2 separate regions of the Mus musculus genome follow, and region 2 is linked to region 1. A link is a contact called in public HiChIP or PLAC-seq data. All regions are on one chromosome and are shown on one strand. The core of a region is the stretch at or near the end of the contact, and the rest is flanking DNA. Distances in the headings are between cores, read along the strand shown. Region 1 has its middle 23 kb from the start of Focad. Region 2 overlaps Focad (focadhesin).

Evidence for each region. HiChIP or PLAC-seq counts read pairs in DNA pulled down with a chosen protein or histone mark.
Region 2: a BATF HiChIP or PLAC-seq map of CD8 T cells shows a contact between it and region 1, with 6 read pairs. The contact joins two enhancer-like sites. A contact is called at or near these places in 2 of 39 promoter capture datasets (the 3T3-L1 cell line and 3T3-L1-derived adipocytes), 2 of 15 datasets of contacts at CTCF or cohesin (CD8 T cells and the NIH/3T3 cell line), 4 of 484 Hi-C or Micro-C datasets (CD8 T cells, double positive thymocytes, nephron progenitors and 1 more) and 1 of 115 datasets of contacts at active chromatin or transcription factors (CD8 T cells).

What each region holds. Positions count from the first base shown.
Region 1 is chr4:88,069,305-88,074,005 of GRCm38.p6, forward strand. No RefSeq gene overlaps it. Among named protein-coding and RNA genes, the nearest start is that of Focad, 23 kb to the right of the region's middle. Within about 2 kb of position 1,792, at least 12 of the 459 cell types and tissues checked have an H3K27ac peak or open chromatin away from gene starts, as enhancers often do. A contact at or near this core is called in CD8 T cells, where this site is marked.
Region 2 is chr4:88,165,656-88,170,496 of GRCm38.p6, forward strand. Focad (focadhesin) reads left to right here. Exons shown (of 44, transcript NM_001081184.1): 6 at 4,252-4,353. Among named protein-coding and RNA genes, the nearest start is that of Mir491, 46 kb to the left of the region's middle. Within about 2 kb of position 1,531, at least 62 of the 459 cell types and tissues checked have an H3K27ac peak or open chromatin away from gene starts, as enhancers often do. A contact at or near this core is called in CD8 T cells, where this site is marked.

The sequences.
Region 1 (4,701 bases), core at 542-3,041:
ATGACAGTTGTAAGAGGTCAGAAATGGTTGCAGGAAACCAGACCCTTGTCTTCTGGAGAGCTGGAAATGCACTTAACCGTTAAGCTATTTCTCCAGCCCCCATCAATCCTTTATAAGGTGTTTCCTGGATTGAGGATATAGCTCAGTAAAGCACTTGTGTAACATGAAATATGCAGGATGACACTGGCCTATGATCCCAGCACTTGAGAGGTGGAGGCAGGAGGACAGAAGTTCAAGGCCATCCTTGAAACACCAGGCCAGCTGGTGGTGGCTGCTCACTCCTATAATTCCTGCACTTGGGAAGCTGAGAACAAAAGGCTGCCATGAGTTTGAAGGCAGCCTGTGCTACAGAGTGAAACCCTGTATGGGAAAAAAAAAAAAAAAAAAAAAAGGATTTCTTGTCTTCTTTATTTTTTTCTAACTAATCAACTCTAGAATCACTATGTCAAGCTTCAAGAGATATCCCATTTGGCTTTTGATTGGAGTTGCATTAAACATATAAATTAATTTGAGAAGAACTGGCTCTTTTATAAAGTCATTATTATCCAGGATCTTGGTAGGATCCTCATTCATTCAGGACTTCTTTTATGATCTTCAGTAAAAAAGTAGTTTTATTTATACCGTTCCTGTCCATTTCTTGTTATGGTTAATCAGAGATATTTTATGTCATTCATTTCAAAATCAATTACAATCTGACTTCTACCTATTAATCTTAATTCTTTTGTTACTAAAATGTGGTGTGGAGAGAAAGGAGAGGCAGGAATTATTGCAAGGACACTGAAGCTCAGAAGAGAAATGAATGATTGGTAAAAGAGGCTGGGCTGTTGCCTGGCTGAGGCTGGGATCCATGAGCTGAAACAAAGCCACACTCTTCTAACCCACACTCATCTCTGTCCTTTCTCAAACTCTGCTCTTTGTTGCTGATCTCTTATGCTTGCATAGATCTGTCTTCTGACTTTATTCTGATATTTCAATTATCTGGAAGTATAGGGGATGCTTTTCTGGTGCATTAGCTGGGGCTCTCTAGAGTAGCAGAACTAATAGAATAAATCTCTTTATATATACATATATAAACATATATATGTTGTGTATGTATGTATATAGAAAGATTTACTAGAATCACTTACAGGCTACAGTACAACTAACCCAATAATAGGAGTTGAATATGAACAGAAAGACTAAGAATCCAGAAGTTGCTCAGTCCACAAAACTGAATGCCTTAACAAGTCTTCAGCAGTTGATGTAATTCTAAAGAAATAGGCTCCAATACCAAGGAAGGAATGGACTTGTTAGCAGGGTGACAGCAAGCAGGCAAAGAGCAGAAGCTTCCTTCTTCCATATTCTTATATAGGCTTCCAGCAGAATGTTTGGCCCAGATTTAAAGTGTGTCTTCTCTCCTCAAGAACTGCATTAAAGGTGAGTGTTTTTCTATGTCAAAGGTCTGGATTAGAAGTGGATTCACCCACCTCCAACCAAGAAAAAAAAAAAAACAAACAAAAACAAAAACCTCTCACAGGTGTGAACTCCATTTCTGGATTGTAGTTCATTTCAGATGTGGCCATGTTTACCCAAGAACAGCTGTCACATCTGGATTCCTTGGAGCCCTAATAGAACAATGGGCTTTGCTGGGATATGCCCATAGACATTGAGACTGTGTCTAACACAAGTTATGTTCTTGTGCCTGTGAACAGGGAAGCAAGTAGTATGAAAGTGGGGACCTCTGGAAGGTGGGGCAGGAGGCAGGCACTGAAGATTACTATCACTCTGAGAGGTCTGCTGTGGCTGTCTTGCTGTTTCTTTTCATGTGCTTTACTCTTAGAAACCTTTGATGCAATTGAAAAACATCTCAAGTTCTCTCCTCTCCTGTTTCAATTTCACATTCTGTTTTACTTTGGTTTTGTTGAGAAGAGGGAAGGACTCACTGTGTGGCTTTGCATTTCTGATCTTCCTGCCTTTGCATCCCAATGGCTGGAATTAAGGGTTGTTGGTGTCCAGTACCATGGCTAACATTTTTATTTGTTTGTTTGTTTTCATTTAAAATCTCAAACCTTTCTTCTCCTACCTATCCTTATTTGTTTTGAGTAGGCTTTTATCTTTGGCTTCTTTCTCTTCTTCTAAGTCTTCATAACCATTTTATTCTGTGGCTTACTTTTTTATGGAAACTTCTTAAGATCTATTTCATTTTTTAAAGATATGGTTGCATGCATGTGTTTTGGTTTGCTTTCTACTGTTGTGATAAAACAATATGTCTAAGATCAACTTGAGGAGGGGGCGGTTCTTTGTGATAGACTGTGGTCTCAGTCAGTATATCATAGAGAGAAGCCAACCAAGGAACTCAAGCAAGACAGGAACCTGGAAGCAGGAATTGAAGCAGAAGCCACAGATGAATGCTGCTTATAGACTTGCTCCCTTTGGCTTTCTCTGTTTGCTTTTTATATACCCCAGGTCCACCTACCCAGAGATGACATGTCCCACAGTGGGCAGAGACCTCCCACATCAACCATCATCCAATGAAATGACCACAGACCAATCTGAAGAAGGGAGTTCCTCTTCCCAGATGATTCCAGCTCTTCAAATTGACAAAAGCAAAACAAAACAAAACAGAACAAAAACTAACAAGAGTGAATGTCTGTGCACATGACTGTATGTCCTAGAGGAAACCAGTTACATATGGTTAGGATCCTGCCTGCTAAACATGAACTCAGGTCTCTCTGCAAGAGCAAATGTATGCTTTTTAAACATTGAGTCATCTCTCCGGTATTCTGTGGTTTTAATTATCAACTGCTTGAAGTTGATTCTCAAATCCATTGCTGCAGGCCACCTCGCATTCCTTCTTTAGATCCATCCTCTCGTCACTAGAATCTAGTGAGACTTCAACTTGCTGTGACTACAGTTAGAGTAGTGACTTAAATTGTCTTTTTGTCATAGTATACACTGAACATGAGTGTTTTAGAAACATTAATTCTTCCATTTTTGACCTGTATTCAAATAGGAGCATCTTGCTGTTATTTAAATTTTATCTCCAGTAAACAAAAAGCTAGACATTGCATAATAATTAGAATAACATGCTAGAAAGTGACAATTTACAGATTTTTGTTCTTTGCTGCTGAGCCTTTTTTAAAAAGACTGTCTAACTAACTCTCTGGGTAGCCCAGGATCTACCACCCAGATTACAGGTGTGTGCCACTGAATAAAGCACAGCTGAGTCTTTTTATAGCTAACATTCCTAATTGATGATTATGATGAAGACCCAATTAACACATGGTAAATCATTTCACAGTCCATGAACAATTAAGGTAAGCACAAAAAAAATATGTGCTGTTCTTGTATAATTTTGCACATATATTCTATAGCTGTGATATGAACATTACGTTTGATTACTAACAAATTGCAACATATAAGGTGTCACCTCTTTCTAGGAGATTCTAATGAATTAAGTGATTTAATTTAATGCGGCATACAAACAGCAGTCTCGTATATAAAATATATCTACTTCAACTCCAAAGCCAATATCACACTGTGATGGGAGCTGTTAGAGATATCCTGTTAATATCAGGAAAGGTGCCCCAGCGGTGGCACCGGATGCCTTTAATCTCAGCATTTGGGAGGCAGAAGCAGGAAGATCTTTGAGTTCAAGACCAGCCTGATCTACAGAGAGAATTCCAGGACAGCTAGGGATACACAGAGAAACTCTGTCTTGAAAAACAAAACAAAACAAAACAATGAGGAGAGGTGTAAAAATATCTACTATCTTTCTTACTCAACACTGTACTGGGTGAGGCATCAATCTCACCTAGAAACGAGAAGAAATGCTAAGTGTTACAATCATAAAGTGCCAAGTGCAGGAAGCATAACTGCTGTCCTAATGCCTAGGCTGCAGCTAGAGGCTCAGGAATTTGATGCTAACCTGGGCTACACTATGAGATCATGTCTTTAAAAAAAGATAGAGCTAGGTGTAGTGGTGAAATCCTTTCAGGAAGATTTCTGTTCGTTCAAGGCCAGCCGGGGCTACAAAGTGAGGCCATCTCAAGACAAACATAAAAGAAGCATTTAAAATTGGAGATAAGATTAATTTTATTAAAATGCTGATCAGATTATTGGTAAACATGGGGGAGAAAAAGAAAAACTAAATGTGGATCTGTACCTTCTAACATTAAACAATTCCATTTAGCCTAAATATTTACATGAAAAAAAAAGAAAAGAAAAGAAAAGAAAAGAAAAGAAAAGAAAAGAAAAAAAAATGGTAGGGGCTGGAGAGATGGCTCAGAGGTCAAGAGCACTGATTGCTCTTCCAGAGTATCTGGGTTCAATTCCTAGCACCCTCTTGGTGGCTAACAACCATTTGTAACTCCATTCCCATAGGGGTTCTAGCACCCTCTTCTGGACTCTGAAGATACACATGTAGTACATATATGTGTAGGCAAAATGCCCATACACATAAAACAAAAATAAATAGATGGAAAGAGAGAAACTGTAACTAAGCATGGTGGCTCACATTTAAAATCCTGGAGGCTTGGAAGTTCTAGGCCATCACTGGAGCTACAAAGAAAGCTTGAAGCCAGCTTGTGCTACATGAGACCTTACTTCAAGTCCCTTTTCTCAAAAGGAGGGATGGTAGGTATTTAGGTCCATGGTAGAAGACTTGTCCTGGGCTTCATCACCAACATTGGGAGATGAGAGCCAAAGGCAAACTGGAAAAAA
Region 2 (4,841 bases), core at 281-2,780, 96 kb after region 1:
TTGCCAGCCTGCTGTCTCCCTCCCTCCCCCTCCCTCCCTTCTCCCTCCCTCCCTCCCTCCCTCCCTCTCCCCTTCTCTGTCTCTCTCCTTCTCTCTCCCTCCCCCACTCTGGTACTTCCCAATTAAATTTTTGGAGTTTAAATTGTGTATCCTTTCAAATGCCTGGAACTTTCTCATTTGAATACATGTTAAAGAAAGAAGTTGAATGGCTAACAAACAACAAGTGAGAGGAAGAAAGAAAAAATTTGAATAATCCATAAATTTAATAATCAAATCTTGAATATATCAAGAGTGAACTATACTCAGCCTTATGACATTTTTCATGCTCTAATTATAATATTTTTGATAGGATAATAACTTCATTTTCTGTCATACTCAAATTAGCATCTGTATTCTCTAATGATGTTTATTTTAGAATAAGACTTATTTTGTAAAGGAATAATTTTACGTTTTTCCCCCACTTTAAGCCTTTTCAGTTTTCTTGTGCATCCAATGCTAATTTTTGTTAAGCGTATTTCCATAAGAAATGTAAGTTTTTGGTCATGATTGATGACTTTCAGTGCTGTTTAAGTTAAAGCCCGGTCGGCTTTGTGCTTCGCTTTGCACTTGCTGTGGACTTCAGGTAGTGATTCTGAACCAGAGGCAGTTTCACCCCAACGAGGACATTAGGCAGAGTCAGAGGACACGTTTGATTGTCAGTACTTGGAGGAAGTTTAAGAGCTCCTGGTGGAGGAGGCTAGGTTGCTGTTGATCAAGCTTTGCCCCTGCTGTGAAGACTGTCTATATAACACGCCAGTAGTGCTAAGAGGCAGTCAGTCTCATGCATGGAAGTGGTGCAGTTTGTTTAATTAAGATATATCCATTCTATTATGTGAGTGTAAGCCTTTGTGTATTATTTTTTACGTGTATTCACATATCAATTTGATGATTCACAAGGGAAAATTTAGCTTTTTGGTTTATTATGCTTAAAAACAAAACTTTGGCAACTATAATTGATTTTAGGTTATTTGTGTTGTTTGAAAAAGTATAATATTCGTAATCCAAACCTAATCAATAAGAGTCAATGTTTGCATTTTTTATGCCACTTCTTTCAAGGTTATCAGCCTCTTGTAATCAGTATCATACGTTACTTTTTACAGTATTGTCACTTAGAATGCATTCAATTTCCTGGAGAAATTAATTATCTAGAGGTCTAAATCAGTAATTAATTTGGACCTTTATTCTCGTATATTCTACTCAATCTAATCTTTAGGGATTAACTTTGAGATGCTAACTGGAATTGACTGAATCCAGTAGCTGGTGAAATAGACCCTTTCATTTCCTGCAACAAAGTGAATGGTTCCTTCTATTCTGAGTGTAACAAAGCTGTGTCAGATGAGAGCTGGTTGCATATGTGTGTAATTTCTACTACTTTAAGATGACTGTGTTTTATTTCTGTTGACCTGGTTTAATTTGAATGTGTTGTCAAGGGGAGATCTGTCATTGTTATCTTGTTGGGGTAGGAGAGACAGGAAGAGGAATGAAGATGAGAGGGTTAATAAGAGGCAGTGGGGTTTTGGGGGAAACAGGAAGAGGAGAGGCCAGGTTGGGCAAGGAGCTGGTTTCTCTTTCTTTTTCTTTTTTTAGAGTTTATTTTATGCGCAATGGTATTTTGCCTGTATGTTTGGCATGAGTGGGTGCCAGATGGCCTGGAACTGGAGTTGCGGACGTTGTGAGCTGCCATGGGTTGCTGGGAATTGAACCCAGGCCCACTTGAAGAGCAGCCGGTGCTCTGAACCACTTAGCCATCTCTGCAAGAGCCGACTTCTAAGAGAGGAATTGGAAATCATTTCAGAGCTTAGTGATTACATAAAAGCTTGGTTGTAAATTTTTCAGATTATCTTCTTAAGTAGTCATGAACGCCACCCTTAGCTGGAGGGTTAGTGACTGGTCCTGTACAAAACTCCTTACACCAGCATGCTTATCAGAAGAGCACATAGGGGCAGTAACTGCTGTTAGTGTTCAAGACCTTATCCTGCTGTGATGTGCTGAGTGGCATTTAGGACTTGGGAGTATTTGGACTTCGTATCTCTGACACCCAGGATGGAAGGTGATTCTGGATAGCTTTACTTGCCAAAGAGTTTGGGATTGATATACATGATTTTGATGTGAGTTTTGAGGCTTGGTGTAAAAGGTTGGGTGGAACTACCTCTTAGCAATGACCTTAATCTGGCAGTCAGAAATAGCCTGTGTGTTAATGAGCAAGCTGCTGGCCTATGAGATAAGATCTACTAAAATTTGTTCTTTGTAAAAGAGTATAAACAGAAATATTCCTACCCTTGACTTCCTTCTTCAGAGGTTTTTATTTTCATTTTTTCCCTTTGTAGCAGCTTTCAGAGTGTGGAACATATTAGAATCACCTAGAGAGTTTTGAAAAGTTGCTTATGCATGAACACTATTCCTAGCAACCCCAAGGTAACTGAGGCTTCGGCATTGGGTGAGAGCTACACTCTGACCTATATTTCATGCCAGGGCTTTAGTAGATCTGCATGGGCTACGGGGATCTGTGTTTCACACTTTCTAGGTAATGATGCTGATATGCTGGAAAACCCACCATGCTTTAAGAACCAAGAAGAGCCATGGTCCATGCTGGTAGAGTATATGCAGAGGCAGGAGGATTATGATTCTGAGTTCAGGCTGGGTTAGACCTTTACAAGGCTGCTGAGATGACGGCTGAGTGGGTAAAAGCTCTTGCAAGCCCGATGGCCTGAGTTCATTCCTAGAACCCACGTGAAAAGTCAGATGTGGGAGAGTGTATCGGAATTCACACTGCTATGTGGAGATGGGAATTGGAGACAGACTTGCCTGGAAGGTACTTCACTGCAGAGCCGGCAGGATACTCTGCAGCCAGCAGGACACTCTGCAGTCCGAGCAAGAGAGTAAGGCAAGAGCCGACTCTCAAAAGTTCTCTCGTGGCTTCCACACATGCTGTGTGGTACAATAAACAGACAGATAAGCAAACAAACAAACATTTAAAAGGAATCAGGAGGGTTGTTCCTAGGAAGTTGCTTGCATCCTGCAGGTGTGACTCAGTGGTAAAGAGCTCGTTTGCCCAGCATGGGAGACCCTTGGCCTGATCCCTGGCATTGCACAGATAAGTCCTAAGAAATATTCATCTGTATCCACTTGCTACCAAGCCTGATGACTTGAATTCAATCCCTTGAACCCACGTGGTGGAAGGGGACCTAACTCCCAAGAGCTGTCCTGTGATTTTCACATTCAGTCCATGGTGCCTTTCTCCCCCAAATGCATAAATAAATATAAAATAAAAACAAAAAACAAAAAGCAAAACCCCTTGGTACATTTACAACTATAATTAGGATTTTGAACTCTTGAAAAGAATCTGTTATGCTTTTTTATTCTTCCTAAAGCTCCATTCTCTGAGAATCCTCCAGATTTCAGATTCTCTGTTTAATAAAGCCTTTTTAGATATCTTAATGGAAATAGGCCAAGTACTACAAATCCCTGTACAACAGTGGTTTGAAAGCATTTTCAGCTTGGAAGCTTTCTTATTTGAGATGGGAGGAATATTGTCTTTTCCTTTATACTAAATATGCTGGAAGACACAGAACTGTGCATGTACTGAGACTCTAGAAAAAAATGAGGATGAACCAGGGAGATGCCTCAGTGCTAGGAGCACTGGTCGCTCTTACAGAGGATTGGTGACTCAGTTCCTAGCACTCACATTGAGGCTAACCATCTATAATTCCAGAGCCAGGGGATTCAGTGCCATTTTCTGGCTTCTAGACACTGGATGCTCGTGATGCACAGACATACATGAAATAAAAATAAACAAGGTAAAAGTAACCAAGAGCAGAAGATACAGTTTGCTTATGAGCTAGCCTAATGTGAGAGGGACAGACAAGTTACTTGCATGGGAAAGGGCAGTAGGAGGAGGAATGAGGACATCAAAGGGTAGTTTGGAGAGAGCTACTGGATTTAGGAAATGGGCTGAAGTCTGAGCTATTAAATTTTTTAATTTAGATCTCTTGAGACTCTGGATCTATTTTCTTTTCAGGAGAAGAATTAGATAAAATGCAGGAAAAGTCATTTCTCATGAACCACCTCCCCAGCTCAGGAAGTGATAGTTTTATGATTATAGATCCTGGGAAATGTCTGTAGCTGGTGTTGGCTTCTTGCTGCTATATTTGGATAGAGAGAATGCGTGCTCCTGAAATGACAGCTAACAATACGATTTCCTGTGTTTCTCAGAAATCCTCCTCAGCCTTTGATCACCGTGCTTGAGCACAGGCCTGATTGCTGGCCACTACTCCTGCAGCAGCTGACAGCTTTTTTCCAGCAATGCCCTGAAAGGTAACGTAAAATAAAATAAATGAAGGACACAGAATGGGGTGTGCTAATTTTAGAGCTGGAGCCCTGTGTTGTGCTCTTATTAGCTGCTGTGACTATGAAGTTCTTAAGGAGAAGAAATGTTCTAGAGCTGGTTGTACGTTCTCTTTTCTTTTTAGCAGTAAGAGAACATGATCTGCCAGGCTTATTGGTTGTTGAACCGTCAGTAGAGAATAATTGCCTACCTCTGTTGAATTTTGTCCCCTTCCCTGACTAAGCCTACTGTTTTACATTTTCCTCTACATTTTGATCCTCATCCTTGCTTGTTGCAGGTGCTGAGGTGTCTCTCTTTTGTGTCCCCACAACAACTTGCAGTTTGATTTGTAACATTATTAATCTTATTCTTGGTTTTATTCCCTGCTATCCACTTGAAAACCTTCTGGAGGATCCTCTTCCGTCATCTTCGTAATGCTCAGGCATTTATAGGTGCCTTAAAAAAATGTCAAAGTTTT